Regions from separate parts of the Mus musculus genome. Here regions 2, 3 and 4 are each linked to region 1. Evidence: chromatin contacts called from public HiCAR-type, Micro-C and promoter capture Hi-C data. All regions are on one chromosome and are shown on one strand. The core of a region is the stretch at or near the end of the contact, and the rest is flanking DNA. Distances in the headings are between cores, read along the strand shown. Region 1 holds the start of Dnah9 (dynein, axonemal, heavy chain 9). Region 2 holds the start of Zkscan6 (zinc finger with KRAB and SCAN domains 6). Region 3 has its middle 66 kb from the start of Gm40028. Region 4 has its middle 23 kb from the start of Gm40028.

What was found. Promoter capture Hi-C pulls out the DNA fragments that hold promoters and counts their contacts. A called contact is a pair of places that touch in the nucleus more often than the background predicts. HiCAR-type assays count read pairs that join an accessible place to other places.
Region 2: a Micro-C map of embryonic stem cells shows a contact between it and region 1, with 2.7 times the contacts expected there. The contact joins the promoter of Zkscan6 here to the promoter of Dnah9 in region 1. A contact is called at or near these places in 5 of 39 promoter capture datasets (embryonic stem cells, frontonasal cranial neural crest, hippocampal neurons and 2 more), 2 of 484 Hi-C or Micro-C datasets (both in embryonic stem cells) and 2 of 115 datasets of contacts at active chromatin or transcription factors (bone marrow-derived macrophages and embryonic stem cells).
Region 3: a promoter capture Hi-C map of hippocampal neurons shows a contact between it and region 1, with 3 times the contacts expected there. The contact joins the enhancer-like site here to the promoter of Dnah9 in region 1. A contact is called at or near these places in 4 of 39 promoter capture datasets (embryonic stem cells, frontonasal cranial neural crest, hippocampal neurons and 1 more) and 2 of 115 datasets of contacts at active chromatin or transcription factors (astrocytes and embryonic stem cells).
Region 4: a HiCAR-type map of astrocytes shows a contact between it and region 1, with 2.6 times the contacts expected there. The contact joins the enhancer-like site here to the promoter of Dnah9 in region 1. A contact is called at or near these places in 4 of 39 promoter capture datasets (embryonic stem cells, pre-B cells, second pharyngeal arch cranial neural crest and 1 more), 1 of 115 datasets of contacts at active chromatin or transcription factors (astrocytes) and 2 of 9 other capture datasets (embryonic stem cells and liver).

The regions. Positions count from the first base shown.
Region 1 is chr11:66,165,997-66,172,369 of GRCm38.p6, reverse strand. Dnah9 (dynein, axonemal, heavy chain 9) reads left to right here and starts at 3,819. Exons shown (of 69, transcript NM_001099633.1): 1 at 3,819-4,313. The coding sequence starts at 3,903. Gm12296 (predicted gene 12296) reads right to left here and starts at 4,335. Exons shown (of 3, transcript NR_153847.1): 1 at 3,787-4,335.
Region 2 is chr11:65,805,179-65,811,500 of GRCm38.p6, reverse strand. Zkscan6 (zinc finger with KRAB and SCAN domains 6) reads right to left here and starts at 4,326. Exons shown (of 7, transcript NM_001302374.1): 1 at 4,240-4,326.
Region 3 is chr11:66,609,359-66,616,142 of GRCm38.p6, reverse strand. No RefSeq gene overlaps it. Among named protein-coding and RNA genes, the nearest start is that of Gm40028, 66 kb to the right of the region's middle. Within about 2 kb of position 2,807, at least 5 of the 459 cell types and tissues checked have an H3K27ac peak or open chromatin away from gene starts, as enhancers often do. A contact at or near this core is called in hippocampal neurons, where this site is marked.
Region 4 is chr11:66,566,883-66,573,550 of GRCm38.p6, reverse strand. No RefSeq gene overlaps it. Among named protein-coding and RNA genes, the nearest start is that of Gm40028, 23 kb to the right of the region's middle. Within about 2 kb of position 4,375, at least 14 of the 459 cell types and tissues checked have an H3K27ac peak or open chromatin away from gene starts, as enhancers often do. A contact at or near this core is called in astrocytes and stem cell-derived epiblast-like cells, where this site is marked.

The DNA.
Region 1 (6,373 bases), core at 2,570-5,069:
TGTGTGTTTCAGAAAAGAGATTATATTCCTTTATTGATGGTTTAGATAGACTTAAACCAGATCTCTGATATAAAGGGCTCATTTTCTCTGCCTATATCCAGTGGAATTTTCCTTTTTATTCTGCTTCAGTTTGAGGGGATAAGATGTATTCAATATACAATCCCTTATCCAAGTATGGGCTGTATATAAATGTGTGTGTGTGTGTGTGTGTGTGTGTGTGTGCGCACACACACACACACACACACACACACACACACGCTCATTTGACTAAAGGGAAGAATTGTTGTTTTGGATAAACAAGCTCATGAAAGGAGATGTTGGGAATTGAGAAGAGAGAGGGCATTAAGCAGATGACCCCAATACTAACGTTGAAGGGACAGAAACAGGGGAGAGAGTCAAGGAGACTAACAAGAAGCGGTTACATGGAAAGGAGAAAAAAGAAGAGTACTTGTTATAAAGCCAAAGGATGAATGCTTCCCTATCCATGAATCAACTGAGCTGAACAAAGTCAATAAGCACATTAAGAGACAAAGCCTACTAGATTGGCTAACAAAGACACCACTATTAACAAAGACACTTGATTATGATGTTTGATGTCTAGGATATTTGATTATAACTTTACAAATAAAACAATGAGCATTTCCATGAAATAGAGTGAACTTTCCCACCTTTTGATATATATTCTCATATAGCACAATGTGGCTGAAACTATGTAGCTAAGGATAATGACTTACTGGTCCTCTGGCCTCTATCTTTAAGTGTTGAGGTCACAAGCACACAGCCCAGGCTGATGTGCTTATTTATTTATATTTATTTGAGATAGGACCTTACTATATATATCAGATTAGTCTTAGCCTTGGTTGTGGTTACTCTTAGTCTTCCACATGCTGGAATTATAGGCATGAGCAACTGTTGTAAACATATTTATTTATTTATTTTTATTGTACACTATATACTTTATATATATAAACTATATACATATACTGTACTGGCTAGTTTTGTGTCAATTTGACACAGGCTAGAGTTATCACAGAGAAAGGAGCTTCAGTTGGGGGAATGCCTCCACAAGATCCAGCTGTAAGGCATTTTCTCAATTAGTGATCAAGGGGGAGGTCCCCTTGTGGGTGGAACCATCCCTGAGCTGGTAGTCTTGGGTTCTATAAGAGAGCAGGCTGAGCAAGCCAGGGAAGCCAGCCAGTAAGGAACATCTTTCCATGGCCTCTGCATCAGCTCCTGCTTCCTGATCTGTTTGAGTACCAGTCCTGACTTCTTTTGGTGATGAACAGCAATGTGGAAGAGTAAGCTGAATAAACCCTTTCCTCCCCAAGTGCTTCTTGGCCATGATGTTTGTGCAGGAATAGAAACCCTGACTAAGATATATATATATATGGAAATAAACTTGTGTAAAGTTAAAGAAGAATGGTAAAAATAAAACCTATACCTGAACAAGAGCATCGCCAGTACATATGTTAATGAAGAAAGCTCACAAGACTTCAACCCTAGACAAAGAACTACAGGCATACGGGCAAATACTTGTTGAGAGCAGGAGAAACTATCTTCCCCAGGGAAGCAAACCATCAGGTTATCCAAAACCAAATGGTCAGCCCTAAAATATATATAGGCAAGTAATGTTCAGACTAAGCAGGTGTGTACGTAGGAACACACACACACACACACACACACACACACACACACACCAATTAAAAGCAAAGAGGCTATGGATAAAGAAAAAAGACCTCCTGCCAGCATTCAACCTTGACCTGCCAATTTGGAGAGTGCACATAACACCCCAAGCCTGCTCAAGCCTTCTAATGATTGATGGAGCTCCTAATGGGAGCTATTTTATCTTCAACATCAGTAAAAATCCTAATCCACAACCATCAAGACAAGCTTTTCTCAGAACCCTCACCCACTGCAAAATGTCTATGTTAAGGAATTGAAAAAATCAGCATCTAAAATGGACAGTTGTGTTATAGAGAAACAAAAACAGATGGTGGTGTTTGCTTTAGGCAGGTATCTTCAGGAACTCATTCATTCTCTCTGGGTACATGCACATGTGTTCACATACATGCTTATATGTGCAGATATGCCCCATGCCAGTCAGGGTATGATGTATGGAATCTTTCTCTATGGCTCTCTGCCCTATTTCTCCAGTGGATCAGAAGAAGTTCACTGCTGGCTAACTAACCAGGGAGCTCTTAGGATCCACCTGTTCCTGACCACCAAAGTGTGCACAGCTATGGAAAGCATTAGTACAGGCACTAAGGAGGTTGAACTCGGGCCCTTGTGCTTGCAAAGTAAGTTTTTCTATCCACAAACACATCTCCCCGTTCCATCATTCATCCAGTTTTTATATATGTTGGGGGTATGAGAACAAACAAGATAAAGGGGAAACAAAGCCAGGGTGAGAGGGGCACAAATTTTATTTGAAGAGCCAATAGAATGTAGATGAGTTCTCTCTATATATAAAACATAAGCAGATTAACACAATGGAGATCTGCCACCCAAATGGCATGACTACTCCTTATAGGAAGAAGGGAAGAAGAGAGGAAAGGAGGGAGGCAAACAAGGGAGGAAGGAGGGAAGGAAGGAAGGAATTAAGATATGTAAGAATCCTCTGACATTTCTATTTTCCCCCAACGTCTTTTTGGGAATATCAATTATCAGATTCATTTTGCCCCTTTCTTCTTAATTGCTCCACTTGTTGTTTAATGCAGCAATGATAAAACACTCTTTATAGACACAAAGATCCATTTTCTAATGCAAACATTTTCATCACAGAACCCCTGGGTCCCAGTTATCGAGCAGTAAATCATTTCAGCTTCCAGGCACTGGTGTTGTCCTGGGCGGGGCTGGGGGGGTGGTTCTTGTTAAGCCAAGCTGCCTTTGATAAGTGCTACTCTGTTAATAGTCCTTGAAGCCTGATGTAAACATTCACTTTACTAAGAAATCCCGCAGTCCCTGGGAGGTAATACAATCGGGGGTGGGGGTGGGGGGGCAGACAGGAGATTCTTGCAGACCGGAAGGCCTCTGGCTGAGTGTCCATTTCCTTTTTACACACACATATCCATTCCTTCGTTCACACACGCATACAAAGACCCAAGTGATTGATTCTGATCACGGAGAAGGATCAAACCTATGAGGAGTGATAATTTTCCAGGTCAGAAGGGGAGCACGCTGCATATTTACAAGCACTTCAGTATATTTAAGAATTGACCTCGGGCCACTCGCATGGAAGACCATTGTCCAGCACAGCTGCCCTTTTGGCAAATGAAGGTGCAGGCAAAGCAAGGTACTGGAGATTATTTTTTACAATAATTTATTATAAATGTCTGAAGAGGAGACATTCGAAGTGATTGCTAGACACGCATGCTTATTTAATTGCAAATTTAAATGAAACAATTAAGCCCTGTGTCACCAACAGGTCGAGTGTCGCTGGAAGCTCATAATTTGAAGGAAAAAAAAAAAGTTCTATCCAACAGCATTCTCCGAAAGTGTTTGAGTTGTTATCTTGGGAAAAAAATTGTATTGCATTCATGGTATTATCCTTGGCGTTGGGATTAACTTTTTAAATTATATATTTAGGACAGAGTAAGAGAACTATTCATTTTGTGTATGGAGGCGTCTGAAGACTTTAATCTGGCCTTAGACAAAAGAATCCCACGCAAGCCTGTGCCTGTAGTCTTCAGAGCACGTCTAGTCTACCAGACCAGCTTGGATGTGAGAGCTTCCACCAGTTTCCCAGCAACAACGACGCGACCCCGCCCCTTCTCAGCCCCTGCCTACCTTATTAACTTAGTGGGGCGGAGCTAGAGTCCAGTGCCCAATATAAGGAGAGCAGAGGCAGGAGGGCCTGGCATCCCCGTCGCTAGGGAAACAGACGCTGCAGCTGGCAACACGCGATGCCCGGCGCCAAGGAGCAGGCAGCGCTGGCGGAGTCTGGGGACGAGGAGCCTGGAGACCCGAGGCTGCGGCTTCTGGGGACTTTTGTGGCTCGGAGCCTGCGTCCGGCCGCGGGCACCTGGGAGCGCTGTGCAGGCACAGCCGAGGCGGGGAGGCTGCTGCAGGCCTTCCTGGATCACAACGCTGCCTCGGATCCGCGGCCACTGCTGGTGGTTCAGTCCGGGCCCGGGGGCCTGGTGGTGACACCCGGTCTAGACGCAGGACCAGAGCCCAGCCGAGCTCGCGCCAAGGGGCTCTTTTTCTTGCGCACTAAGTCCGAGCCTCCGGGAAATCACAGCCTCCGCGGCACGGTGCTCTGCGGGGACCTACCCGCGGTGCCACTGGAGCACCTGGCCCCGCTGCTCTCAGAGGTGAGGGTGGGTGGATGGCCCCTTGCTAGCAGAGGCTCGAAGTCTAAGGGAGGGAAGGGGGAAGAGGGGCGTGTGCATGAGGGGCGGGGTCAAAACCAAAGAGGTGGGGCGACGCTGCAGAGGGATTGGTACGTGGGCGGGGTCACAGGAGGAGTCTGTGGTGGAGTCTGAAAGAAAAAGGGCTGAGATTGGAGCACAGCCTGGGAGGGAGTGGAAGGGCAGGGCTGCCAGTAAACCAAGACCCTGGTTGGTGATCTGCTGGGTGCCAGCTGGGGACAAGTCTGGGTGAAAGCCAGGCCACAATATGAACCAGCTTTGGGTCAGGGGGTTGGTTCAAGAGGAAGTCATAGTGTGAAGAATGCCTGAGTCCTGGCAGCTTTGTAAGTCATCACGCAAGGGCCAAGGACAAGAAAGTGGTGAATTTTGAGTTAAAGTTTGTCTGCTGGATGGGAAGGAGCTGCACTGCTTTAAATAGTATCTACCTTTGCAAAGAAGTTTAGAAGGAGGCGATTTGGTTTTGATTTTAATGTCCTTCATTTACCATGCAAACATTTATGGAACTGCCTTGGGCTGGCAGCAGTTGGGTATCTTTTGGTCAGCAGGCATTGGGAAGAATCTGTCCCACCTCTGGGAAAAGAGATACAGGTGGAGCCTCTGGGCCTTCAGAGCTCAGAGGATTTTCGCAATGGTAGTTAGATGAGAATCTTGAACCCATTAGACCTTCCCAAAGGAAGAAAGCTTTCCTGGTAGTTGAGTTGAGCACATGTGCTTCTAGAGGCTGGCCCTCTCTAGGTCTAGCCAGTTGTGAAAGGAGTGTGTGCAGATACTAGCTGTGTGGCGTTCTGTATGCTTAGTGCCCTGGAAACGGCACAGAAATGGAAAATAAATTCCCATCCATGAGATGCTTCCCAAACACACTCATCAGATCATGCGTTCAACGTATTTGAAACTGAAGACAGTGAGGGTGAACACTTCTCTAAAACTTTGGCCCTAGTGGTAAAGCCAGGACATGACTCTTCCTTGCTACATCTAATGTTAGCTCCCTAGTTGCTGTGAAAGGGGAAATCCCGAGGAGGAATAGGATGGATGGGCAAGCATTCAGAGTCTGGGGAAGCTAGGCTAGCATTAAGTGCTTTAATGGTTTTAAATTGAATAGTCTTATTACTGTGTTATGTTTGAATACCACCTGTACAGAAGTCCATCTGTAGGTCATGTCCCTGGTAAAGGATGATAGGAAATTGTCCTTGGCTTCAGAGGAAAGACAGATCCATGTAGTCTCAGGGGCTGCGGTAATCTTAGTGTTACATTGAGTTCTGATAAGGGAGAGGCAGTTAAGGGTACATAATGTTCTTGCAAAAGACCCATATCAGGAAGCTCACAACCACCTGTAGCTCCAGATCTGGGGGATTTGATGCCCTCTTCTAAACTCTATGACTATCTGAAGTCATATGTACATATACACTTATATAGGCACACATGGATATGTAGCCTTAAAAAATAAAATAAAATAAAAATAAAATAAAATGATTTTTTTAAAGGCTTAGAGACAGACACAAACTAGTCTGTGAAGAGGGTTGAGCACAACTCAGGACTACATAATCAAGGAAATCCAGCCCAGAAATCAACAGTAACTTTAGGAGCTGGAGAAATGACTTCCAGCTTATGAAACCACACTTCCATGGGAGCAGAGTTTGGTTCACAATACTCAAGTCAGGAAGTTCACAGCAGCCTCCAACTCCAGCTCTAGGAGATCTGACACCTTCTGTGTCCCATGGAAACCTACACACATGTGGCATACATGCACATAGACCATACATATATACATAAAATAGACAGTTTAAGAGATTTTCTCTTTCTCTCTCTCTCTCTCTCTCTCTCTCTCTCTCTCTCTCTCTCTCTCTCTCTCTCTTTCTTTTTTTCTTTTTTCTTTATCTATGTTTTGAGATAGATAATGTAGCCTCATGTAGCCCAGGCCAGGGTCTGACTTGCTATGTAGTAAGGATGACCTTTAACCCCCAATCCTCTCACCTCCACCTCCCAAGAGATGAGAGTACAGGTAT
Region 2 (6,322 bases), core at 3,077-5,576, 360 kb after region 1:
CAAATGCTATATATTTTTTTAATTCTGATAACCTCCTTCAAAGGCAGATGAGGGCTTGTGAGATGGCTCAGCAGGCCAAGTCACTTGCTGCTAAGCCTGACAACCTGAGTTCAGCCTCTGGGACCCACACAGTAGGAGAGAACTGAATTCCTCCTGTTGTGCTCTGACTCCACGTGTGCACTGTGTACAGCCACATACATATACGAATAAAACATGTCAGGGTTGGAGAGATGGCTCAGCGGTTAAGAGCACTGACTGCTCTTTCAGAGGTCCTGAGTTCAATTCCCAGCAACCACATGGTGGCTCACAACCATCTGCAATGGGATCTGATGCCCTCTTCTGGTGTGTCTGAAAAGAGCAAAAGTGTACTGATGTATAAAACAAATACAAAATGATGTCATTTAAGGTTTTCAGAAAATAGTAGCCTAAGAGATATTAAAATTGCATGGGGAGGACACATTTAACGAATCCGTTTTGTTAATATAGATGTGACTTTCCAAATCGGAAAAAGAAAATCTGAAGCAATTGGGTGTGAAGGGGTGCCAGGTAGGAAGTGGGGAGGGTCAAGTAAGAGGTGAGAACCGGCAGATCTGAACTGGGCTATAAAAACTGGCACAATGACAGAGACCCTGAGAGGTTAAACTCTACGTAAAGCTTAAGGATGCATAGTGTTAGCACTGGCTCATCTTCTGACGACTCAGGACCCAGGCTCCGTACCTAGCACCCACAAAGTGACCCACAGTTATCTGGAACTCCAGTTTGAAGGGATCCAACACCCTCTTCTAGCCTCCTCTGCTGCACCCAGCACACAAAGGTGCACAAACATGCATGCAAGCAAAAAGCTCATATATACATAAAAAATAACTTACTTAAAACATAACAAAAAAAAACAGAAATATCACAGGAAAAGAGAAAAATTGTGATGGAAAACAAGACAATGCAGTAGAGTAAAAGCCAACATCTATAAACTACATTAAGTGTAAACGGGACAAACATTCACACTACAAGACAGAGCTTTCAGATTTAAAGAGCAAGACCTAGATATATGCTATCTGAAAGAGACATTGTAAATATAAAGACACGATAACCTGACATGTAGCCAGGTGATTAAAGCACTTGACTGGCCTGTGTAAAATTCTGGTTTCCATGCGCAGCACCACAAATTAATTTATTAGGCAGAAGAAATAGTTTAAAAATAAAAATTAAGGAAATGAATATATTTCTGCATGAATACATTTCTATTTAAATTAGACTGTAGTTGGAGAATACATACTTGAAGTTTCCAGTTCTATAAAAACTTGTGCCTACGATTTTTTCATTAGTGTTTCTTATGTGCTTGAACTGAATAAACCACAGATGTTGAGCCTAATTTTGATTGCTACTACAAGGAGCTGGCATAGTATATGAAAACAGAATGTGGCATAAGCATATGAAAACCGGTATGACTACATTAGTATATGTGATCAAGCTGACTGGAAGATCTGTTAGTTTCTCCTGCTGTGAGGAAATACTGTGAACAAAAGCAACTTGTGGGGGAAAGGGTTTCAGGAACACTTTTCACCTAACAGTTAAGCATCCAAAGTGGTTAAGATAAGAACCCAAAAAAGGCAAAGAACCGGGGAGGCAGGAAGAGACCATGGAGACCTTACTTACTGGCTTGTTCAGCCTGCTTTCTTAAAGAACCCAGTACCACTAGGGGTTGCACTCCTCACAACGGGCTGGGCCCTCCCTCATTACTAATTAAGAAAATGCCCTATAGGTTTGCCTATAGCCCTATCTTAATGGAGACAATTTCTCAATTGAGGTCCCTTCAGTTGACGATAGCTTGTGCCAACTTGACATAAAACTAGCCAACACAAAGACAAAGGAGGGGGTTGTCATTTCATTTTGAGAAATGTGTTGGCTCATCAATAATAAATAGTGTAGCTACAATAGTACTAACCAAAACAAACAAACAAACAAACAAACAAACAAACAAAAAAGATGGCATGTCATTAAAATAGATGGGTCAGAACATCAAGAAATAGAAGTGTAGACACACCTAGTATCAATTTTTTTGTTGATTATTTGGTATGTGTTTGAGGATAGGTGTTTGGGGCTGTCGCTGTTTTGAGATAGGGTCTGTCTCTGGAGCAGAGTCTAGCCTGGAATTCAAGACAATCACACTGCATGCATCAGCCTCCCCAATGCTGATATTAAAGGAGTGAGGTGCTGTCCTGACTTCTAGTACCCACCAAAGCTAAACCCCACAGCTCTAGTATGCTTAATGAAGTCCATAAGAAATATTCAGGAAAACAAACCATGTACACACATTTCATACAATTGGAAACTTCAAGTATGTATTCTGTAACCACGATATCCTAATTAGAGTTACTATTACTATTATGATGATGAGACATCACAACCAAAAAGCAAGTTGGGAGGAAAGGGTTTATTCAGGTTACACTTCTAGATCATAGTCCATCACTGAAGGAAGTCAGGACAGGAAGGAACTCAACCAGGGCAGGATCCTGGAGGCAGGAGCTGATGCAGTGGCCCTGAAGGAGTGCTGCTTGCTAGCTTCCTCCTCCCAGCCTGCTTTCTTAGAGAACTCTCAAGACCACCAGCCCAGGATGCTATCACTCACAACCCATGGGCCCTTCCCCATCAATCACTAATTAAGGATATACCCTACAGCCAGATCTTAAGGAGGCATTTTCTCAACTAAGGTTCTCTCCATTCAGATGACTCAATCTGACATAAACTAGCCAGGACAGAATGTAATTAAATGAGAAATCAACACCAATAAGGGATCTTGAAATCCCAACTTGTAGAAATTAGTAATCAGTGGTCAAAGACATCGCAATGGAAATTACAATATATTTTCACACAAAATGATCCTGAAATCACAGTTGACCAAATGTTATGAGCTTAGAACAGCAGCTCAAAACCTATGAGTTGAGATCCTTTCATGGGGGGTTACCTAGGATCATGGGAAAACACAGATATTCAAATTATAATCTGTAACAATAGCAAAATTACAGTTATGAAGTAGCAACAAAAAATATTTTATGGTTGGGAGTCACCACCATGAAAAGAACTGCATTAAAGAGTCTCAGCATTAGGAAGGTTGAGAATCACTGGCTTAGGAGGACAACTTTCAAAGAAGGCTCTGTTTTTAGAAATGAAATACACAAAACCCCTTCACTAACTAAATGATTTCCTGAGTTTTACAAAAATAATAAAATTTCAGTCAGTAAAATTTCTACCTGTCAGATTGATCAGAATTAGTTCCTAACACAAATCTGGAGACTATTCAAGAAGCGCTATTCTGGGAAACTAAATCTTACACATTTAAATTGTATATTAATACTACTACTTCATGCAGTAGAGGCCAACTGGTGGCTACCACCCAGGCATCTGTGACAAGGCGTCCATTTACTCAAAATTAAATTACCTTATAGAGAGACGTATGGATTTGTGTCCGGATGAGACTCTACCTCTCACTCCTCACAGAAGAAACTCGTGATTTATCAGTTATATTTGTATTACCGACGCTTTAAGAAATCGAAGTGAAATGCAATTTTTCTATGCACACGTAGGTTGCACACAGGGTTGCACATGTAGGTGGCCCTTTGTTTATCAGACCACTGTAGGCTTTGCTTGTGCCATTGATGACCCTCCTGACAGCCCTGTAAAGTAAGTATTAAAAGTGGGCTGGAGAGATGGCTCAAATCCCAGCAACCACATGGTGGCTCACAACCATCCGTAATGAGACTTGACCCCCTCTTCTAGGGTGTCTGAAGACAGCTACAGTGTACTTACATATAATAATAAATAAATCTTTAAAACAAAAACAAAAACAAAAAACAAAGTTAACAGCTCTGGATCCTCCAGGGCTTCCAAGCAGCAACGTTTCAAGCCCAGGAAGAGCTAGGGCAGCCTTCTGGGGGTTTGCAAGGGGTAGCTGGGGTTATCACTGAGGGCCAGTAACTAGCGGTTAGCCACCTGGCAGTGTCCAACCGGAGTCCGGACAGACCCGATCCCTCTCCTGGGACGAGCAACCCGGAAGAGTCCACTTTCCGTTCCGCCCCGAGTCCCCTCCCCCGCACGCGCCTGCCGTCCGCGAGCGCGACAGGCACGGGGCTGAGACCGCTGTCCCCGCCCCAGCTCGCTCCTGACAGTGCGCGAGCTGAAGCGACTTCAGGTTTGACCCCAGGACTCGGCTAGCCCTCCGATCCGCCCAAACTACGCGCTTACCTCGGCCCTAACCACCCTCACCGAGGCACTTCCGGAAGCTGGACGGCTGCGCGCATCCGCGGCCCTGGCGACGCGCGGCGCCGGGGCGGAGCGAGGGGCGGGGCGGGGCGGGGCGAGTGAGGGACTACCTGAGACCGGCTTTCCTATTGGCTCCCCAAGAAGTGTCCCAGTTCACGACCCGAGTCTGACCCCTCCCCTCGCAGGGAGCAGGGAGCTCCGGGTTCCCACCAGCATTCATTCCTCGAGATCGGGTTTTCTAACCCAGGCTGAGCCTACAGCCTTTTCGCCCATTTTCAGACCGTCCTGCGCTGGGCCACAGCAGTCACCTCTTATCACTAAGCCCAGTTGACAGAAGCCTCCTGTCCAAATCCAGGTATTCAGTCATGAGTAGCTGACAGACAGGACAGCTTTGGAATAGAGATGCGTCCTCCCCCTAGACCATGGTTAGAAGGGTGGACATCTCCGAAGAAACACGGCAGGGGCGAGGGGAGCATGGTATGTGCACACGCCTGAAAAACTGATCAGTAGGAAAGGAACTCAGCGAGTACTCAAAGTAAGTCCTTGGCGCCGAAAGGCTCGCAGTTCCTTAGAAAACCTTTCACAATCCCGGTTAAAGCAATCGGTGAGTCAGACAGACGTCAAGAGACAAACGTAGTTGACAGGTTACGAGTCTGGCAGAGGCGGAAGTGTCTATCACAGGAGAGCTTGGCTGATTGAGCAGAGACATTTAGCTAGAGACTCGCCTCGTGGGTTATTTTCAATTCTGAGGAACTTCACTTCCAAGATCAGGTGGTTTGGTCGGGACCCTAATAAGGTTCCTGTAAAGCGTGTTGGGCTTTAGTTGAACAACATTCAAGGGAGAGCAGAGTAACTCAAACCCTGGAGTTGTGCAATGAGCCTCTGAGAATCTGACTGAAGCTGAGGCTTTTCCCACGGGAAATATGGAGACATGGCTATACACACATTTCCTTCTGAAATTCAGGGAGAGAATAGAGGCAATCTTGGAATCCACAAAATTCAAGCTGACAGTTCTAGTTAGAACTGTCCCTTTAGCTACTTTTTAAAAATTAAGCTGGCAATTGAGGAGAAGCATGACACTCTTTGAACAGACGGAACAAGCAAAACACATTTTAAAAATAGGAAGACATCTAACTTAGCGGAGGAGATAATAGAAAAGTGCCATCTATTTTCATTTACTTCATAAATATTTACCAGCTGCCTTGTCGGAGCCGGATACTATTCCATTCGATAAGGATATAGCAGTGAACTACACATGCAATGCTCTGGCCCTTAAAATACTATTTTGTGAAGAAAGCTGAGCAATAGGTAAATAAATGCACAGGTAATAAGCATGCTGGGTCATGAAAAGTAGGAAAAAATTAATGAGGTAAGACAGGTGGTATTAGAGTTGTATTACAGTTTATGTACCATGAGGGAGGACGAACAGATAAAACAACCTTGAATTGAGACTAGAAGTTAAGGAGCAAACCTAGTGTACAGGGCAAGTTTTCCAGGCTGAGGAAATAACAAACATCTAAGCCTGGAGACAATAAGAAAAAAAAGTAAAGAGCTCTGAGCTCTGAGCTCTGGACCACAGCAGCAAATAGTTCCCACGTAAGAGTACTGAGGGTGCAAGGCAGAATACATGTGCGTGTGTGTACACATATGTATTATGTGTACCTGTGCCAAGGCCTGTGTGTATGGAGGTCAGAAGGCAACTTTAGAAATCAGTTCTGTCTTCCCACCATGTAGGTTCCAGGATTAAACTGAAGCTTTGTCGACCACTGAGTCTTCTTGCCAGCTTGGCGCCTAGGATTTAGTGCATGCTAATCAAGCACTCTATACCAACGGAGCTCTATCCCCAGACCCCAGAGTACATTCATAATCAAATTCTTAATCATAATTTGTAATCAAATACTGTATGTGTAATATAGTAGAATCAAGAGCAATGCTAACTCAATCAGATATGACCAAGAGGCCAGCAAAATATGTATGTGATGCTTACATATATATGTAAATTATACATACAGATTATACATACAGATAATCTATGTAAGGTATATGTGAAGATTATATGTGTGCA
Region 3 (6,784 bases), core at 1,558-4,057, 440 kb before region 1:
GGTCTTGTTTGTTTTGAGCTTTATGGGTCTTACATATTTAGTGCAAATCTCTGTGTAGCTCACAACTTACTTTTTGAGATTTCCCACTTTGTCAACTCATTTATTTACTCCTTTATTTGTTTTCAGTGGAGACTGCCACCTGGATCTTCCCAAAAATACCAAAATATAAGAGACTGTAATATTCTCAGAAACCTACATATGTGCTCCTGTATACTTAAAATTCTGTCTGGATTACTCACGGTACATAATAAAGTGGAGTTGCTATATAGAAGACTCAGGTGGTATTTAGAGAATCATGACAAAAACAAAAGATTGGTTCACATTCAATGCAAACACAATTTTTCTTCAAGTATTTTTATCACACAGTTGGTTGATTTTACAGATGCTGAACCTGTGGCTATGAGGTCGGTGACTGTACTTCCGTCCACATAACCAAGCCTGCTCCATATCTGTCCTGGATGGCAGGACAGTATTGCTCAGAGTATTCTAGGGAGAATCTTTGTCCTGCTTTCTAGGCATCTGAAACCAATCAGAGGAAGCTCTGTGGTCCCAGAAGGAGATAGGCAGGGGAATGTCCAGGGAATGTGTAATGGGGAAAGTATTGAAGACACACCAACCTGTACAGGTTTCTAAGAAAGATGTCCTGGCAGTGGTGAAGGTGGGCACTGTGTTGATTCTTTGTCTAAAAACTGGACACCATCATAGAGAAGAATATGTAAAGCCAGAGCAAGAGGAAATACAAACAACTCAGTGTTGCAGGGACCTGGCTCCTGGTATGAAAACAAGAGGGGCAGAGGGATAAGGTGGGCCATTCCATGAGGTTAAGACTGACCCTGAAAGTCACGCTGAAGAAAGCTCCTGCTGGAGATTTATGAGAAGGATGTGAATGCAAGAGGATGAGGGTTAAGGCTGAGGATGGACACATGGCAAGCTCTGAATAGTACTTTGGACATTTATAATAAAAACGATTGAAGTGAAGAACCAGCAAGAGGGAAAGAAGCAGAAGGTGGACACCTCTGGACAGTTTCTTTGGACAGACAGGGGAACCTCTTGAGGAGCTACTCCAAACCTGTCCGCTGTGTTTCTTGCTTAAAATCAAGTCCCACTAGAAATGATATGGTGAAGAAATAGCTCTGAGGTCACTGGCCACAGATTGGATTTGGTTTGGGGATGAAGTCCACTGTCAGAGAACGTGAGATGGTACAGGTGCTTTCAAATCCATGTAAGTGACGTCTCTCAGGTAAGCCCCATTATTCCTCAGAGTCTCTCCTGGCCCTTATAAAGTCTTTCATTTTTCTCAAGTGGAAATCATTTGTAACAGTTCATTGATGGATAGGCAATGGTCCTTTATCCATCCTATGGCTGAGCTTTGCACACTAGAGTGTTATGTTCAGCATGAGCAGAATGGCTGAGCAGCAGTCAGCAGCCAGGTGGTATGGAAGTTCTTAATGAGGCTTGATTTTCCCACTGCACCCATGAGACATCCTTACCATCTTCCCATGGAGCTTAGCTATTCTATTTCTCTTCACTCTTTATTTCCTTTAGTGTTTAACTTGTGGAAGTGTTGAGTGACATTTCTCCAAGTTCATTCATTCTTTTCTCCTCTTCTAAGTTCCTAAGGACTATTATTATGCTTTTTGGTTCCGGTTTTACTTTTGATTTTTCTGGAATTTCCATCTCTCTCTCTCTCTCTCTCTTATGACCCATCTGTTCTTTCACATCGTCTGCTTCTTCATTAGAGCCCTTAGCATGTTAATCACGGTTGTTTCAAATCCCCAGTCTAATTCCAGCATCTCTGCCATATTTGATTCTGGGGCCTGCCTTTTCTCTTTACATGGTGTTTTTATTTTTCAGTAAGTCTTGAATTTTCTTTTTCCAACTGAAATACTATGGATTAAATTCAGGACATTTTACATACTAGGTAAGTGTCCTACCCCTGAGCTATGCCTCTAGGCCCTTAATCTTGTCATTTTTTTTATTGTAAGCCAGACAAGGTATACTGTGTAGAAGGCGTACTAATTCTCACTGCTTTGCCCCAGTAAAGACTGCTCACTGCATCTGCCTATTGGTCTCTTCACCTGGGAGACAGCAACTTTCTGATGATCTGGGAAGAGCTGTTGGTTTTTAGTTTGGTCAGCTTTTTCTCCTGGTATGTGAGGGAGAAATGACTTCAAAGCTCCTTATGCGATGTGCTAAAAACTAAATAGGACCTTCATTTGGAATTCCATTCCTGGGAGTTTATAAACTTTCTTTGGATTTTAGAACTTTAGAATGAAAGCTCTTAACCACTCTTTTCTCTTGCTTACAATCACGACAGTAAGAACTAGACTCTTGCCATGAGGGTGTTCGATGAGAGCCAAATCTGCTCTTACATACCTATAGAAGTTACAGGATCCTCCCTCCTGTTTTACAAATAAAGATGCCTAAATTCAGGAAGGTCAAGTGACTTTCTCAACATCACTTAGACAATGACAGACCCAGAGCCTGAGTCCAAGACTACCAAGTCAGTTCAGTATCCCCCCCAAGGTCTTTGTGTATCCATGGTCTGTTGCCCCAGGACAATGAGCTTATCTGACCTTCATTTATTTATAGGCCCAATGGCTCCACAGCAAATACTTTGGAAGAAGAATAGACAGAGTGTCTTTGGGAGCTGTGCTGCTGGGAGGAAATGCTAGCATGATTTGAAGCCAGAACGAAGCATCCTGGCTGCGCAGGATGTATTGCCATGGCAAGGCGGGAGTTAGAGGGCGCAGGAATGTGGGTCATCTTTCTTACTCCCTGGAGTTAATTCAGCACCCTGTCTGAATCACCATTGTCTGCACACTGATGCCCTCTAGTGGTATGAAGAAAGCGCTCCCCCCCCCAACACCCCCACTTCCCTACAAGAAACGTCCAAGATTGAGTTCCCAGGAAGGAAGTGAGGAATTGCCCATCCCCCATCCTACCCCCTGCTTCAGAGGTTTGTCTAGACAGGTCTTTTTATTTTATTTTATTTTATTTTATTTTATTTTATTTTCTCTGCAGACACACCCTTTAACTTCTTTTTATTCAGCAACCCAAAGACATTTAAAACAACCAGTGCAGCAAAGCTTTGCCCAGATGGAGAAACATATGCACCCAGGCCCAAGCTCAGGAAGAGGCACAGAGCAAGTGCTCAGCACACTGAGGTGCGCACGCACAACTCCACACACTTCTGAGAGAGGAAGGGTATCACGAACCCAAGGGGTGTGTTAATAACATCTGAACCCCCTTTTGATAAATGCTATACAAAAGTACAAATATAAAATGAGGTGCAGAGCCTTGTAAGGGCTCTCCCCGACAGCTACAAAGTGAATAATCTTCCCACATAGCCATCTGCTTGTGCACACACAGGGAAGAGATGGTGGAAGCTGGAGCTTAGTTTAATTCTTAATATTACTCCTGGAATTCTATTCCCAATGGGAATAAAGTCACCTTGGAAAGCTGAAAGCTATATATTTAACTCCTATAATGTTACTGCTGCTCAGAATATGTAGACTTGATTCTTGGAGTTGGCCTCAGGTCCTATAGAATATTCCTTGAAATACCATTCATAGTGGCAATTTTATCAGTTACGTGCAGATTCCTTTTTTTTTTTTTAGAACCAAAGTGAATGCTGATAAGTTTTGTGATAGGTGGTCAGGCTGTTTTGTGCTATTTTTGGTTCAGAATAAAGAATCATTTTGGAAGCCATCAAATTTTCTTATACCTTCTTTTGTTGCTTCTATACCATTCTGTGAAGAAGTTTTCTTGAAAAGAAATGCGAAAAGATTTTCATCAATGAAAAAAATCATTTACATTTAACATGTGTGCAGGACCATAAGTCAGGTCTTTGCCAGCGGTTCTCAACCTGTGGGTCAAAACCTCTTTGGCGTCGAATATCAGAAATCCTGCATATCAGATGTTTATATTACGATTTACAACAGTGTCAAAAATTACAGTTATGAAGTAGCAATGAAATTCTAATTTTATGGTTTGGGTCAGCACTCCATGAGGAAATGTGTTAAAGGATAGCAGCATTAGGAAGGCTGAGAACCACTGTACTTGACAGTCCTCCTAGAAGAACAGTGGCTGGTGTCCCACTGCTGAGCTCTGAGGTCTGAGCATATGGAGGCCAGGCTGACTGCTCCAGAGTCACAGCCAAGTGTGTCAGGGACATCAGGAATGATTCATTCCCAGCAGGGCCACCTTAGGTCTCCTCAGACACCCCAAGATTTCCAAAACAATGAAAGATTACAGGAAAGTCTGAGACGTTTCCACCAAACCTTCTTTTCCTCTCTCTTTATAAGGTCAAACTTATTTCATGGTTTGGTGGTTCTCCTAGCATGTCTGGCTTCTTTATTGTTGTTGCTGTTATTGTTATTATTATTTTGCCCAGGTATTTCCCCCAAAAGATCCTATGCCTTTAGTCCCATCTCAATTTTTACTTCTTGCAGAATCTGGTTCAGTTTTCTACCATGGGCAAATTCACCAATGTCAAGAGTTTTCGCTTGCTCCATTAGTCATGTAGGTATATTAGAGTCGGCCTCCATTTCTCTACTCTTCCTTGTTGATATTTTTAGGCCTCAATCCTTTTCATTCTGGGGAACAGAAAAATACCGGGTGCTTCTTCCATGGAAACACTAGGAAGTTCGAATTCCACAAAGCCCCTATCAATGAACTGCCCTGGAGCTACCTCTCCACCAAAACTGAAACCTGAGCCCAGTTTGCAAACACCGAGGACCATTTGGGGCCTGGTTTGAGCTCTTGCAGCATGCAAGTGAGTCACTTTCCATTTTCAGTCGGAGCAGAAGATCCGTCAGAATCTGAGGCAAGTCTGAGAAGCAAGCGGCCTAGCTTCGGAACTGGTGAGGATCCTCTCACCCTCAGCTGCTGTAACAAAATGCCACGTTGCCGGGCTCCTGCAGCAGATGCTCACGTTTCTAGAGGAAGCCTGAAATCACAGTGCCTGCCGAGGGCAAACACGGTTCTTAATGAAAGCTTTCTTTGGCTTCTGTCTTATGGCTTTCTCACCAGACCTCTGTACTGTGAGAGAGAAGGAAGAGGTGGGGGAAGAAGACCGTGCTGTGACCGCTCTTGTTCTTATAAGGACACAAATCCCACCACAGGTGCCCTGCTCCCGTTGGCTCATCTAACTCCAAGTCTCTCCCAAGAGGTAACACATCTCGCTGGGAGTTTGGTCCATAGATGCACTTGGGAGTTTGGTCCCATAGGTGCACTTGTAGGGATCCTCTGTCTGTGATTGCCACTTATGACCACAGTGAGGAAGAAACGTCCTCTCTCCATACTGTGGCAAAGTACCTCAAAGAAACAAGAGGGTAAGGTGCCAGTCGATGCAGTCAGGAGCATGGCAGAACAGAACGGTTCAGTGGTAGCCAGGGACGAGATAGCACAAGGCATGGCCTTCTGGATGGTGCCTCCAGTGATCTCTGCTTCAAATAGGCCAGAAGTCCCAGGGCCTCTTAATGACCTATTTAGACTTGGAATCCATCAGAAGGTTTATAAAAATGATGATGATGATGATGATGATGATGATGATGATAAAGCCTTTTTTCTTTTCTCCCCCACTCTTGGAATGGCAACTTTGAGACTAATTATTTGTTATTAAATGATGCCTGGCATTTAATAACATAATAATAATGAGCTTTGGCTCATTTCTTGACTAGCTGGTAACTTATTCAAACTATTCTATGTCTACCACTTGGTTAGTTACCTCTCCTTCAGTCCCAGCCTGCTTCTTTTCTCAAAAGTCATCCTCGGCATCTCCCTCAGCTTCTCCCTCAGTATCTCTCTCAGAGTCTCCCTCAGCATCTCCCTCAGCTTCTCCCTCGGTATCTCTCTCAGAGTCTCCCTCAACATCTCCCTCCAGGTCTTGCTCAAATCTCTCCCTTTTATTCTTTCACTATTTCCCAGAATCCTCTCTTCCTTCCAATGTCCCACCCCCTATTTCCTGCCTCAACTCATTGGCCATAGAGTTTTTTTATTGACAGGTATTTCTCATGAAAAATCCTCTCTACAAAGGTTAAACCAACCATTGAGTCAAAGCCCTTACTGTCTCCTCACAGGCCAACCAGTGTGTGCGCCAGGAGCTGACAATGGAGACTAAACATTGCCAACACCCACCTTCTCACTTGAGGGGATCACTGGCTCTGCTGTCATTTCCCTTCCTTTGGAGTATGAGCAGGATGACACTCAGCAAAGCTAGCACTACCTACCTACTCCCCACACAGTGCTGTAACATAAAAGAAGCCTGAGAGAGAGAGAGAGAGAGGAGGTGGCATTTTAGAGGAATGTCATGTTCGCAAAAAGCACATCTTTTCTTTTCTCTCCAGTGTGAAGGGAGGGAGCCATCAAGAGATTTAACTCTAGTGTGATCAGTGCCTGAGTATCAGGAAGCTACTTCAGTTCATGGGGGACTCTTCCTGGTCAGCAGGACTCCACAGCAAGATATGATGGGCAGATAGCATTCATGGGTCCTAAGGTAGTATATCTGTTAATCCAGAGTAATGTACAGTGGGGTCATTCCTTTTAAAAACACTAGTAAATACCCACTGTGAAATAACCAGCATTCTAGCCAGGCATCATAGTAGTGAACACCTTTAATCCCAGAACTTGGAAGGCAGAGGCCGGTGGAACTCTCTGAATTTAAGGCCTGCCTGGTCTACATAGTGTGTTTCAAGACAGCCAGGGCTACATAGAAAGGACCTGTCTCAAAGAAAAAGAGGGCAGTGGGGAGAGGTAGAGGCGGGTGGAGAGAAAAAGGAGA
Region 4 (6,668 bases), core at 3,126-5,625, 400 kb before region 1:
TAGAAAAATTTCTCCATTTTAAGCCATACCATGGTCATATAAACAAGATCAAACCCAGAAAGGATGCAACAGAAAGGAAACTGCTTAAATCTAAAATGCTGCATTGCATGTTTGTAGCTAATTTTTTTCGCTAGATCCTTCAAAAGAAGGGATACAGATTTGGGGCATCAATTGATATTTTCTGTATACATAGAAGCCCTTCTTCACCTGAGGAACATCTTCTTCTAGCGGATGTTGGAGTGTTGCTGTTTAGTTAAGATGCTCTGTCGTCTACTGTAAGCATGATACTTTTATGCTGATTTCGCAGCCACTGCTCACATTATCTGCTATGTCTCTAGCTAGAGTTACCTCCCCTTTGCTTATGTCCTTTGGACAACTGCTATAATTTGTCCATATGTTGCTTGTACATTTTTCTTTTCCTTGCAGGGTCAGTTCTCATTTTCAACTGTCTCTAAATGTCATTGCCACATCCTTCCTCTGCACTGATGCCACACCCTGTCTTTCCACTTAGGACTTTCTCTGCATGAGTATATATTTCATTACACACCAGAAAGTAATGACTTACACACTCTAATGAGAAGTCCAGCATAATTCCCTAATGCTTTGCCCTTGAGTTTGAAGGGCGGTGTTTATATCTAAGTCTTATTTGGTTTTGGGGGAAGAGCTGAGTACAGAAAGTGAAATTGGTACATATTTTAAGCACAGGTTACTTTCTTTGCAAATAATTTCTGACTGCTTCCCATCCTACTGGACCTCAGTATTTCCCATATATATGCGATAGGGAAAATTTGTGAATTATGACTAAGAATAGTGAGGGGAGAAAAAGGCATCTATGGCACAATCTATTTCAGAATCAGGGTCATATAACTTTGAATAGGTATGTTTACTGTGTCAATACTCAAATGCTCAGATATTTTGAGTTCACTGTGGGTTTCTAGAAACTGGCTGGGCCTATCAGGCAGTAATCTCCAGACTTCACTGTCAGCGATAAACATTTTCAGGGACTCACTTGTCAAATATTTCCTGGAAGACACTGTGAGAAATAATGTTCTAATTTCTGTACAATTCTCTTTCTCACTCATCTAAGCTTTTCTCTGCCCACACAAATAAGTGAGAAGCTTAGCATGGCAAACTAGTCACAGGGCATTAACTCCATAGGACTAGGTAGAAAACCCTATAGTGTTACAGGGAAGCACACAAGCCAGGACTGGATGTGTGTATCAGACACCCAGGTATCAGTGGTGCCAATCATCCACAGCAAACCAGCAAAGAAAGGGAAAGATACATTCAGTAACAGAAAGATGTTCAGATATAAGAAAGTCTCCACATCCTTCATTCCATGAACATAGAGTTTAGGAAAAAAACAAAACAAACAAACAAACAAAAAAAAACTAGTTACAATATCTGAGTAAATTCTATTATGTCAGAGCAGCCTTGGTCTGACATAGTTACTAGTTTCTTGTAAAATTCAGAGAATGAGACATGAAGGGGATAAGAGGCTCCCTGATACCAGCACAGTTAGAGGCAGGGATAGTTAAGCCTGAGTGGTAAAGCAGCTGTAGATGGAGTACCCAGGGAGGCTGCACTAAGTCTGGAACCCAGATCTCCCATGCTTTTCATGCTAGATAATGAAAACTAGCAAATGATTACAAAAATATCTAGATTAAAGGATGTCTCAGCCCAGGCCTGAATAGATTGCTCAGTGGGTAAGATCACTGGCTACTCTTCCAGAGGACCTGGATTCCATTCTCAGCACCCACATGGCAGCTCACATCCATCTCCAACTCCAGTTCCATGGGCTGCACTACCCTCTTCTAGCCTCTTGTAGCAGGAATATACAGGCAAGCAAAGCATCCATACGCATAAAATAAAAATAAACAAATCATTTTAAAAAGATTGTCTTAGTCTGTTCTCTGTTGCCCACAACATAAAACCAGAGAGTAGGTAAGCTGCAAGAAAGGTTTGTTTTGACACAAGTTCTTAAGTAAGTTAAAGGCTACCTGTGGCACAGTCCTACAGCAGGCCAGGCTATTGTAATGCAAAGAACAGAGGTAGTACCCTTCTATAATAGACATACTCTTGAGAAGATCTATGAACCCATGGATCTACCAACCTCTTTAAAGAGATTTATCCATTCTTTAGGCTGAGTCCTAATCACCTTTTAAAGGTCCTTCCCCTTAGAAATCTCAGGATGGGATACTAATTGTCAAAATGCTTTTTGTAGAGAACGAAGCAAAGGCCCAAGCAAGAGCACTTTATTATACATGTTTTATCATTCTAAAAGAATTGTAAAATTGAAGGCTTTCTAGCCTTCCCATTTGGTCTGATAAAAAGCAAAGTGCTAATTTATTCATTCTTTCATTTACTGAGCATCTGCTATGTAACAGTCACTCGATGCGGGCTTGGAGTTTAGTGGAAAATTTGGTATTATCCCATCATCTTGATGCTATCAAAATAATCACATAAATAAATATTACTGAGTTGATTCTAACAAAGTATTCTAACAAAGTATATAAGTATTAGACCCATATAGGCAAAGAAAGCAGACATATAATAACTAAACAAAGCTGATAGTGATCTGTGTTCCAAAGAATTAAAAGACCTTAAAAACAAGATGATTTTTGTGACTATTCTTGTTTGTTTTCTGTTGTGATAAAATGCTGACCAAAAACAACTCAAGGGCTGGGCTGTAGTGGCGCACGCCTTTCATCTCAGCACTCAGGAGGTAGAGGCAGGTGGATTTCTGAGTTCGAGGTCAGCCTGGTCTACAAAGTGAATTCCAGGACAGCCAGGGCTATACAGAGAAACCCTGTCTTGAAAAACCAACCAACCAAGCAAACAAAAACACAAAACAACAACAAAACGAAACAAAAAAACTCAAGGAAAAAAATTTATTGGCTTACAGGTAATAGGGCAGTATCAAGAGAAGCCAAAGCAGAAAGTCAGGGCAGGAACTGAAAGAGAGGCCGCGGAACAATGCTGCTTACTGACTTGCTCCCCATTGCTTGCTCAACCTGCCTTCCTACACAACGCAGGACCACCTGCTCAGGAATGATACAGCCCTCAGTGGACCGACCTCTCCTATATCAATTAACAATTAAGAAAATGCCCCACAGACATGCCAATCTGATGGCAGCAATTCCTCAATTGAGATTCCTCCTCCCACATATGTCTGGGTTTGTGTCAAGTTGACAAAGACTATGAAAGTCACCGAGGAATGCCACTTGTCAGAGAAGTGGTAATAGAAATGATAATATCAATATCTGTCATGTCTTGAAAAGGGCTCTAGGGTGTATGTAACTTGAGGGTATATAAGATTGGTTTTGAAATAATTTCCTACATGGAAAACCCAAATGAAGCTCTTACCAGCTTTAGTCGTGAAGTTATTATTGTAGAAACAAACAAGTATACAGGGAAACCTGAGTTGAATTTTACCTCTGAGACAGTAGGCAGGCATGTGGGGGACCTCTTTACTCCGTGGTTTGTTTGATGTTTATAGGAGACATTTTAGCTCCTGGAAGATAACTCAGAACAAAAGAAGCCATTGATGAGCAGGGCACAAAGTAAAGTCCATAATGTTAGCCCCAAAGAATCAAAGAGAAAGACCACCAATCACAGTCATCATGGCCAAATGGATTCAAGCAAGCAATTGATTAAAGAAGCTTTTTTATTCATATACATAGGTTGCCTCCCACTAACGCAGGGTTCCAGAGGTCATCTTTGGACCTGAGGAAGACAAGTTTTTTTTTTTTTAATAGCTTTGGGGTAGGGGATTTCCAAGTAGGGGATTGGTGAGCAAAGTCAGCAGGGTTACAGAAGAACAAGAGCAGAACAAGTTAGGCATAAGGATTTCCCGAAACAAAGATATGACTGCAAGATGGTCATAAGGTAGTCATTACAACAGGTAGTCATAACAACAGGTAGTCATAACAACAAGTAGTCATAACAACCTTTTGAAATAAAAGTCGGATTGCAAGGTGGTTATAACTTTTTGAAACAAAGACATGGGTGTTGTTTCTGGGACAGGCAGTACAGAACCAGTTGTCACTAAGGTTACATGTGAGCATATCCCAATCCTTTAGAAACAGAAGTTTAATCATAAACAGGAATGAAACTAGTTTGCCTTTGCTATAAGATGGCTTCTAAGCCTAAGATGGGGCAGACTGGTTAGCCAGTGCCAAGCTGAGTGAAGGTCTTACATCCTCTGCCGTTTCTGTGTACAACGCCAGCTTGTACTGCCTAGATTCTACCAGCTGTGAAACAAAGAATCAAGCACATGGTTCTGTCACCATCGCCCACCCTGCTCCTGGAACCACAGGCTATGTTGTGTGGACCATTAGCACTGGTATTCTTCATTCTATGAGGCATGAGGAGACTAACTGCTACTTCTTTTAAAGCTGGCATGTGGCTTTGGAAAGAGACCACAAAGCATTTTCCACACCATGTGGAGTCTTAGTTCTCTTTCTTTTAAATCCCCGCCCCCTTGAAAACTAAAGAGATCCCAAGTTTGTTTGTTTGTTTTTCGAGACAGGGTTTCTCTGTGTAGCCCTGGCTGTCCTGGAACTCACTCTGTAGACCAGGCTGGTCTGGAACTCAGAAATCCGCCTACCTCTGCCTCCCAAGCGCTGGGATTAACTGCGTGCGACACCACGCCCAGCTGAGATCCCAAATTTTAAATCTGACCTATCAGTAAGAGCACAAGAAGTACCACCCCCTTCCTATCTTCTGCTTTTCAAGTTTCTCTAACTCATTGCATATTAATTCACCTGGGTTTGAGTTATGTCCTAGACAAGGCAAGGCGAAGGGTAGGAGGTGATGACTTGAGCTTCAGTTTAGCTCAAGCCTCTCAGGAGTCCATTATCATAATAGATGCACCACCGTGAGAGGAAGCGGCAGAAGCTGGGGCTTCAGTCACTTTGGTCTGTAGGGGTGAATTCCAGGAGGTTCCCTAGCATCCACAACCCTGGCCAATGCAAAACAAGGGGGGATTAGAAGAGGGCTGGCATTGCGAACTTGCATGCCTGCCAACAATTCCACACAGTTGGGGTTGGAGGGGGGGGGCACTCTGCTGGAAACTAGCATTTCATTTGCAGCTTCATTTGCAGTAGAAAAGTTGCTATGTGTAATAATGTCAGCCACTGACAGTTGGGAATCAGTGGCTCCTGGAGCGAGCCACCACCACACAAGTAATTTTCACTTTGCAAGTCAGAATGACCCTGGGAGCTAGGTGCTGGAGTGGGAGGGGAGTGTGGGTGTCTGTTGGGGCAGGTTTGGGCAGAGTGTCCACAGGGCTTCTGATGGCTGTTTCTGGCCTGCAGTTCTTGCCACTTGCAAGCTCTTCACACCACAAACACATCACCTTTGTGGTTTGAGGAGCTCTCAGGAGCCTGCCCATCTCTCCTGGAGGCAGAAAGAGGAGAGGGAGGATTGGCAGGCAACGGAAAAATAGCAAGCGGAAGAGACAGCTGTATAAAGCATCAAATAGAACCTCAGGTGGCCCCAGGAGTGCAGCTATCTGTCTCAGATCCTCCACATGCCAGACAACAACCAGAGCTGTCACTGCTCTCTGGATGCAGATGGTCCAGGTGGATGAAGGTAGACAAGGAAGTCCTAGTAGACTTCCTTATGTTTCTCTAACTTTCTAAGCTTAGTTGCTCTAAGCCCGGAAGATGTGAGAGAGGAAATGGGATAGGAGAAGGTGGGCAGCGGGCGCGTGAGCATTCGATCAAGCCAAGGGGCAAAAAGGATGGAGAAGGAAAGCTTCTCCAACAACAAAGAAAACAACCACACAGATCTGCGGAAGGTATTCTTCGCAGAGAGCTAAATTCTCGAAAGTAATCATGATTACCGTCATTATCATAAACAAGTGAAATCCTAATTAACGTTGTAAAGGGCAGCATCCTGCGGATGGCTCAGAGATGCCCCGCCTCCCACCCACTTTTTGCTCCGGAAACCACAATGATGCCTCCCTTGTGAGTGAGTGCACAGTTTCTTCACTCCAGAGACCCTTGCTTTCGGGAGCTCAGGGAAGAAAGGGGAAGTGCTCAAGTAAAGGGCCTAAGAAGCTAGAAAGACGGCCTTGGGAGACTCAGTGTGGAACAATTCAGGGGATCTGAGGCTACACTTCAGAGAAGGTTCCTGAGCAATCACTCACTCTATTCTGAGGCTTCTACACTGCTCAGTCTGAGGGGGCTTCCGTAAGCCCGAAGGCTATGAATGGACTAGTTTACTTGTTCGCGGAAGACTTTCCTGCTTCTCTACTCTGTTTGATCACTTTCCAGGGGTGCTGCTGAGTTTACCATCAGCTCACCTGACTCCTTCGGACCCCTGAGTTTTTGACTCATCGTTTTTTCTCAGCATCAGCCTGGCCTCTTTTCCTCCCAGTTCTGCCCTGCAGGGGTTGTTGGGTCTAAATTTCTACTTTGTAGGATTTAGCACTCTGGGAGGAATACCTTCAGCAGACTGAACAAATCCCTTAACTGTTTCTCTTGTAGTTCACAGGAGGTCCAGAACAGCCCGCACTCACCAAACACAGGAAATGCCGGGCCATCCTCGCCTAAGGACGGGTCTGCTTTATTTAGAGTATGCTACAGAATCTGGAACGTTGGTGCTGGGGTTGTGTAACCCACTGAGGGACAATCGCTGCAAAGACAGATTTCAACCTTTGC